Regions from separate parts of the Mus musculus genome. Here region 2 is linked to region 1. A link is a contact called in public promoter capture Hi-C data. All regions are on one chromosome and are shown on one strand. Each heading gives the region's core, a stretch centred on a gene start, on an enhancer-like site or on the middle of the called end of the contact. The rest is flanking DNA. Distances are from core to core; before and after follow the strand shown. Region 1 overlaps Crcp (calcitonin gene-related peptide-receptor component protein). Region 2 overlaps Rabgef1 (RAB guanine nucleotide exchange factor (GEF) 1).

The links. Capture Hi-C pulls out chosen DNA fragments and counts their contacts.
Region 2: a promoter capture Hi-C map of adipose tissue shows a contact between it and region 1. The contact joins two enhancer-like sites. A contact is called at or near these places in 14 of 39 promoter capture datasets (the 3T3-L1 cell line, 3T3-L1-derived adipocytes, the C10 cell line and 9 more), 3 of 484 Hi-C or Micro-C datasets (bone marrow-derived macrophages, liver and myocytes) and 5 of 9 other capture datasets (adipose tissue, embryonic stem cells, liver and 2 more).

The regions. Positions count from the first base shown.
Region 1 is chr5:130,042,838-130,046,262 of GRCm38.p6, reverse strand. The region is part of intron 4 of Crcp (calcitonin gene-related peptide-receptor component protein); the gene reads right to left. Among named protein-coding and RNA genes, the nearest start is that of Crcp, 15 kb to the right of the region's middle. Within about 2 kb of position 1,927, at least 46 of the 459 cell types and tissues checked have an H3K27ac peak or open chromatin away from gene starts, as enhancers often do. A contact at or near this core is called in 3T3-L1-derived adipocytes, adipose tissue and liver, where this site is marked.
Region 2 is chr5:130,198,935-130,202,320 of GRCm38.p6, reverse strand. All of the region lies in intron 4 of Rabgef1 (RAB guanine nucleotide exchange factor (GEF) 1), which reads right to left. Among named protein-coding and RNA genes, the nearest start is that of Tmem248, 22 kb to the left of the region's middle. Within about 2 kb of position 1,935, at least 20 of the 459 cell types and tissues checked have an H3K27ac peak or open chromatin away from gene starts, as enhancers often do. A contact at or near this core is called in 3T3-L1-derived adipocytes, adipose tissue and liver, where this site is marked.

The sequences.
Region 1 (3,425 bases), core at 678-3,177:
CTAACCAACCTCTGATGGCCACCGCCAGCCACTGCTTCCTTCAGTCTCCTCCCATGGATCACAGCGTCACTCTTTTGTTGACCACTTGTCTTTCTGACTGTTCTTTGTGTCTGTCATCCTCCCCTCCAAATCCTCTTAGGGATTTCCTCAGACAAACGGCACAATCTCAAGAGCTACTACAAGCTTTGATGGAGAAATTCATGTTTCCGAGTTTTGTGAGCTGAGCTTCAGACCTCTGTAGCCATGTGCCCCTCCCCCTGCCACGTCTCCACGTAGATGCACCAGATGCTTTGAAACCAGCACATCTAAAACTACTGTGACTACTCTTTCCAGCACACTAGCTCCTCACTCTACTTCTAGTCTACAAGGACCTAGAGTCAGAAATCTGGGCACCACCCCTCACCTCTCACCCACTTGCAAGACTCAGCTCCCGGGCACCTGTATTTATGTGCCCTTCTCACCACTACCTTGAGTCTTGGTAACAGGACAGCAGCTCCACCCTCTGGACCCTTCCACTTTTCAGTACAAGCAAAACATCTCTTACAAGACTGAAAGCGTGTGACTGGAGAGATGGCTCCTTAAGTAAGAGCTATTGCAGAGGATCCAGGTTCGGTTCCCAGTGCGTGCATGAAGGCTACTGTCTATAACTCCTACTTCCAAGGACCTGACTGAAACCCTCCTCTTCCCGCCATGGACACCAGACAATACACTTACATACACGCATGCTATTCCCAGGAAGTCCAGAAGGTACAAATCCTCTGGGGACTAGGAACTTAGCCCAGGTCCTCAGCAAGAGCTACAAGTACTCTCAACCTCTGTCCAATCTTTCCAGCCAGGGTCCTCCCAAAGGTCTTGGTATGAAGTTGAATTTTTCTAGTTCATCCCCAAGAATCCTCTGAACTCTGCCCTTCAGAAGTCTATCTTCAAATGTCTTCATTTCATGAAACGATCACAAACTACAGACTGACACAGAAAAGCCTCAGGCCAATCCCCAACTGCAGACTTTGCCTAGCAAGCAGCACTTCCTCAGCAGCACCCGAGCCTCCCTTCATCTGACCATGAACAAAACAGTACCCCTAACCTGACACCCAGTGCCTCTCCACTACGTCCCCTCCACCTCAGCGCTGAGAGAGTCAGGCTGGCACAGCGCAAGTGTAATCTGAAGGGCAAGCTAAAGGAAGGGAAGGGAAGCCCTGGCTTGTAAGAGAAGTGTAGGGGAACTGTGAGGAGGGAAGAAGCAGGCTTTTCTCTTCTGAGAGCAGATCTGGGAAGACAGCTAGGGAAACCTGAGACTCTACCATCTGTACTTGAGCTTGGCTGGTCTGAGGTCCATGTCCTAAAAACATGGTGTCAAACCCCTGGAGCAATGTGTGCAGAACAGAAGATGCTCGGTATGACTGCAGAGCTCACTGGGCTGGCCTGCGAGAGCAAGGGTCATTCTACATAGCTGTGTGCCTTACAGGGGTGATCTCAGGATAGGAACGGAGGCTACTAGTCGGATACTGAGAAGCAAAGAGTGCAGGGCGAATCTAAAATATTCAAGAATCAGTTTTGGGTGGAGACTCGGGTAACACACTAAATACAAAATTACTTAACACCCAGTGCCAGAGTGACTCGGAGTTGATCTCCAACTGTATTATGATGAAATCTACCAAGTCAATAAATCACGGCTCCTGGCCTGCCCCCACGGACTCCAGCGGGGAAGATAACTACACAAAGTAATAAGCCCTGGAGCAAAACAGAAGATGATTTCAAGATCAAATAAAGACGTAAAGAACATGCCAGCAGTTCCTCTGTTAAACACGGTTTCTGTCTTAAAATACACTGGCCATCTTAGCTGGCATGCAGCCCCTTCACCAGCCACACAGGCCAAGAGGTAGAAGCCAGCCACCGTGAAAAAAGCTTGCTGGGTCCCTCTCCTGGCCATTGTGCAGCACTGCCAGGAGCTCTTGCCCAATATTATTTAAAAGGTTACATAAGCCTTGATAAATAATTAGTCTGAAGGCAGCAAAAGGGGAAGGGAGCCAATAATCCTCTGATTACTGAAGTGTGCTTTATTCCTATGTAGATTACAACCAATTTTGAATCAATTTGCAAGACAGTTCCTATTTTATAGGCTTCTTCGTCCCTTTCTCCAACTCCCCCCACTCTTGGGGGGTGGGAGGGAATACCGGTGAAGGAACCCAGAGCCTTAGCCATGCCAAGCAGTTCTCCACCATGGAAAGGACACAGGGACCATATCCAGATAGTTCACACAAACACCTGAGAAAGGACTTGAAAATCAATCATGAGAAGGCTCAGGGGTTCAGAGAGGGCACTGCTCTTGCAAAGAACCCAAGTTCAGTTCTCTGAACTCAGGTCAGACAGTTCACAACCACTTGTAACTCCAGCTCCCGGGAGCCCTTGCCTCTGGCCTCCTGGGCCATCTGCACTAACCTGAACTTCTCCACATACAGACATTTGCATAATTACAATAATTTTTAAAAGGAACTGCCATAGTCAGTGATAACCATGAAAACCCTCAGAGGTTTGGCTACACTCTACAAAACAAGAGCCACCTTAACAGAGGCTTCTCATAGGATTGCCAGCCTAAACTATCTGAATATAATATGCAAAAGGCCCAAGATACAATTTACAAAGTTATTTCAACCAGGAAAATATGACTTATTTTCAAAGGAAATGGAGAGATAGCAAACTCATGCTAACAAGGATCTTAGAATTATCAAAGATACTACTACAACATGAAACTAAAGTAAGCTGTCGTGAAATGAATGGACAACCAGGAGTTCTAGCAAAACGGAGTCATTCAAAAAAGGGAGGGGAGGGGATGAAGGCCGCAGAGGGGGCGCTGGAAAGATGGTTCAGTGGTTAGGTAAGAGTACTGGCCACTCTGCAGTGGACCAGGGTTTAGATCTCAGCACCCACATTAAGCAGCTCACACACCCCTGGACTCTAGCTCCAAAGGATCTGATGTCCTCTTGTGGCCTCCAAGGGCAACACACACACACACAGACACACACACACACACACACCCCTGGAACTCTAGCTCCAAAGGATCTGATGTCCTCTTGTGGCCTCCAAGGGCAACACACACAGGATTTAGATTTTTGTGTTCAGCGTTCTTTAGAGAACAGAGGCAGAGAAGTGAGCTTAATACTGTGTGAGCTATGGTCATCCTGAGCAATAGGACAAAGCTTCCGGAGAGCTGGACCAGCGATATCCACCTAGCATGTGCGAGGCCCAGGTCTGATCCCCACTACCATCAAACACCAAAAAGCCGAGCAGACAGACAGTGGTTTACAGAGCAACTTTTGGAAGTCATCAACATCAGCACTGATCTGCAGACATGGGAAGGCTTTCTCCTAATGCAAACCCTCAGCCTGTGCTTTTAGCTTCTGTAAACCAAACTCACACATCTAAGGCGT
Region 2 (3,386 bases), core at 686-3,185, 160 kb before region 1:
CGAAGAGCAATCAGTGATCTTAACCGCTGAGCCCTTTTCTTTTCTTTTCTTTTCTTTTCTTTTCTTTTCTTTTCTTTTCTTTTCTTTTCTTTTCTTTCCTTTCCTTTCCTTTCCTTTCCTTTCCTTTTCTTTCCTTTCCTTTTCTTTTTCCTTTCCTTTCTTTCTCTCTCCTCTCTCTCTCTCTCTCTCTCTCTCTTGTTTGTTTTTGAGATAGTTTCTCTGTGTATCCCCGCCTGTCCTAGAACTCACTCTATAGACCAAGCTAGCCAGGAACAAGAGATCCACCTGTCTGTGCCTCCTGAGGGTTGGAATCAAAGGCAGGGAGCCTTCTCCACATTCTTTTCACAGTTCTAGGGCTAAACCTAGGACCTGCTGTGTGCTAAGTAAGCTGTATTCCTGGACCACCTCCTCTGTTTTCTTAATTTCAGAATCTTTTTGTTGGTGGTTTTTTGAGACAGAGTTTCACTCTGTAGCCCAGGCTGACATGGAACTCATTATGTAGTTTAGGCTGGCTTCAAACTTGATCCTGTCCTAGATCTCCCAATCCTGCGAGATTACAGCAGCGATTCATGCAAGGATGTTACGTCAATCATGTGCCTGCTCTTCTCAGTACAGTGACAACATACATCCTGAAGACTATGACAAGGTTCAGTGACACATATTCAATCACAGAGACAGATGTGGTAGGATTACATGGTTAGAACCTCAGCAGTCAAGGGATTACAAGTTCAAGGTCAGAGTGAACTACAGAGTGAGACCCTGCCTCAAAAGAAAGGAAACCCAATAGGTGATAATGTAATTAAAAAGAAAAGAGGTGGTTGCTGGAAAGATGGCTCTGCGGTTAAGAATACTTGAAGGGTGGAGTTCTGTTCCCAGCACCCACGTCGCAGCTCATAACTGCCTGTAACTCCCATGCCAGGGGATTCAATCCTCTCTTCTGGCCTAGAGCAAATACCCACATTAAAAAAAGTAAGTCGTAAAAAAGAAAAACTGAGTGACTCTCCCATTAGAGCCCCCACAGCCCACGCATGCCTCTTAGGGTGCTTACTTTCTTCCGGAGTGCTCCACCCCATCCTTAAGCCTAAAATCTATTTCAAAATATCTTTACTAAACTAACTCTGCTTTTAAAACTGGAGATAAAATTAACAAGCTTCAAAAAATTAGCAAATAAAATTTTGTTGGATGGTTAAAGCATTATATAATGCAATATTGTGGTGGGTCTGAAATATGCAAGCATTGAAATTTCAGCCAGAAGTAATAATGTTCAGGAATTTTTTTAAAAACCTAAATGCAAATAAAGTGTTTCCTAACAGAGAACAAATAGCTGGGGAAGGCATTTAACACAGTTCTGAAAACAACTCTCTTGTCTTGGCCCTCACACAGAACAGGTTGTTCAACTCTGGCATTAACTAGGACTGGAAACAACAGGAACGATCCACATGGGACAGAAGCAGGAGTGTGTCACTGTTCTAGGCCTCAGCAACGTGGGAGAAAACAATCTGTGCAATGCCCAGGAACACAGCCCAGTGCAGCCGGGTCAGTGGGGCGGCTCCTACACAGCCCAGTGCAGCCGGGTCAGTGGGGTGGCCCCTACAAGCAGGGCTTACGTAGCATGCTGAAGAGGCACTAGAGTGATAGACAAAGTCTAAGTGGGGTAAAGGTTTGCAAACACATTTGAAGAATTCAAAGTGCACCTTAATCTAAGTGCATTTCAAATCTCCAAGAACCGTTCCCTACGTTGTATTTAATAAATTTATCTGAGTATTGTCGTAAAGCTAGAGTATGTGACTTCAGACATAAATAGTAAGTTTTATAACCTGGAGTCAAAGGCCAGTAGAGATTCCTTCAAACACCTGGAGAGGTAGCCCGATGGATAAAGGCACTTGCTGCCAAGCCTGGTGACTCAAATTTGATCCCTGAGCCCCACATGGTAGAGGTGAGAGCAGACTCCTGACAGTCATCCTCTGACCTCTAAATACCCATGCCTACCTACAAGCACACACACACACAATCAACCAATCAATGCAATTTTAAAAATCCACCTGAGCTGTATCTGGATGTTGCCCATCATGCTAGACACCAAAGATACACAAGACACATGAACAACTGGACCCCTTACCACAAAACACTTGGCGCTAGTATAAAAGAAAATTAGCTGCACAGTAGTTCTTAAGTCAGGAGGAATTTGAAGCTTATCAGGTCTCCAGCACCAATTAGTGATGCTCTGAACACACAGCATAGTGTTCCTGTTTGTTTTTTTTTTTTCTATTTCCTTTTTATTTGAGACAGTGTTGCGCCGGGCGTGGTGGCGCACGCCTTTAATCCCAGCACTTGGGAGGCAGAGGCAGGTGGATTTCTGAGTTCCAGGCCAGCCTGGTCTACAGAGTGAGTTCCAGGATAGCCAGGGCTACACAGAGAAACCCTGTCTCAAAAAAAAAAACAAACCCCCTCCCCCCCCCCAAAAAAAAGAAAGAAAGAGACAGTGTTGCACTGTGCAGCCCTGGCTAGCCTAGAACTTACTATGTAGACCACTAAACTTAAACACAGAGATCCGCCTGTCTCTGCCTCTAAACTGCTGTTACTAAAGGTGTGCATCACTATGCTAGACTTGCTTCTTTATTTTCAGACTCACTAAAAAGTCAATTAAGTGCTTAAAGAATAAGGGTAGTTTATGCTTCTCAGAAGAAGAAAAACCCAAGCTGATCAGTGTTTCTGTAGATACAATATAAACACAGTAGTATATATTCTGTACATACTACAGTGTAATACAACTTTATCAGAGGTGTCCTCTTGACACTGCAAAAACAACCTCAAACTTGACTTTTCACACATTCAAGCCTATCCCTCCCCTCACACACCTCAGTGTCATTACACACACACACACACACACACACACACACACACACACACACACCTCAGTGGCAGCTTGCTTCAACTCCAAATGTCACTGTTTCTTCATAAACACTTAAAGTAAAAGATACAGTCTTTCTAACACGGGGTCACAACACCCCCGAAGAGCAAGAAGGAAAGCCCTTTCTTGGAGCACCGAATCTTAGAACATTTGGGGGCATGGCCACAGCAGCTGCTTGTTGATCGCCGTTCCCTCCCCTCTCTGTAAGCTCTCTTCCCCTCACAGAAGGCACTGGTAGAGCTAGTTGAGTTTAATATGGTAGAAGTGAAAAAACTTCAGTTTTTCTTACAAAATGATTCCTTTCACAAATAGTTTTATGAATTATGAGAACTAAAATTACAGATAAGAAACTTTGGACTAAAGACACAGGTGTGATGGAGCATTGTGGCAAATGACACCCCTAAATGGCAGCAGCATCCCAGAGGCTATGGAGGGGGCAGGGAGGGGGGGGGGGTCTCAAGTCGAAGGCCAGTCT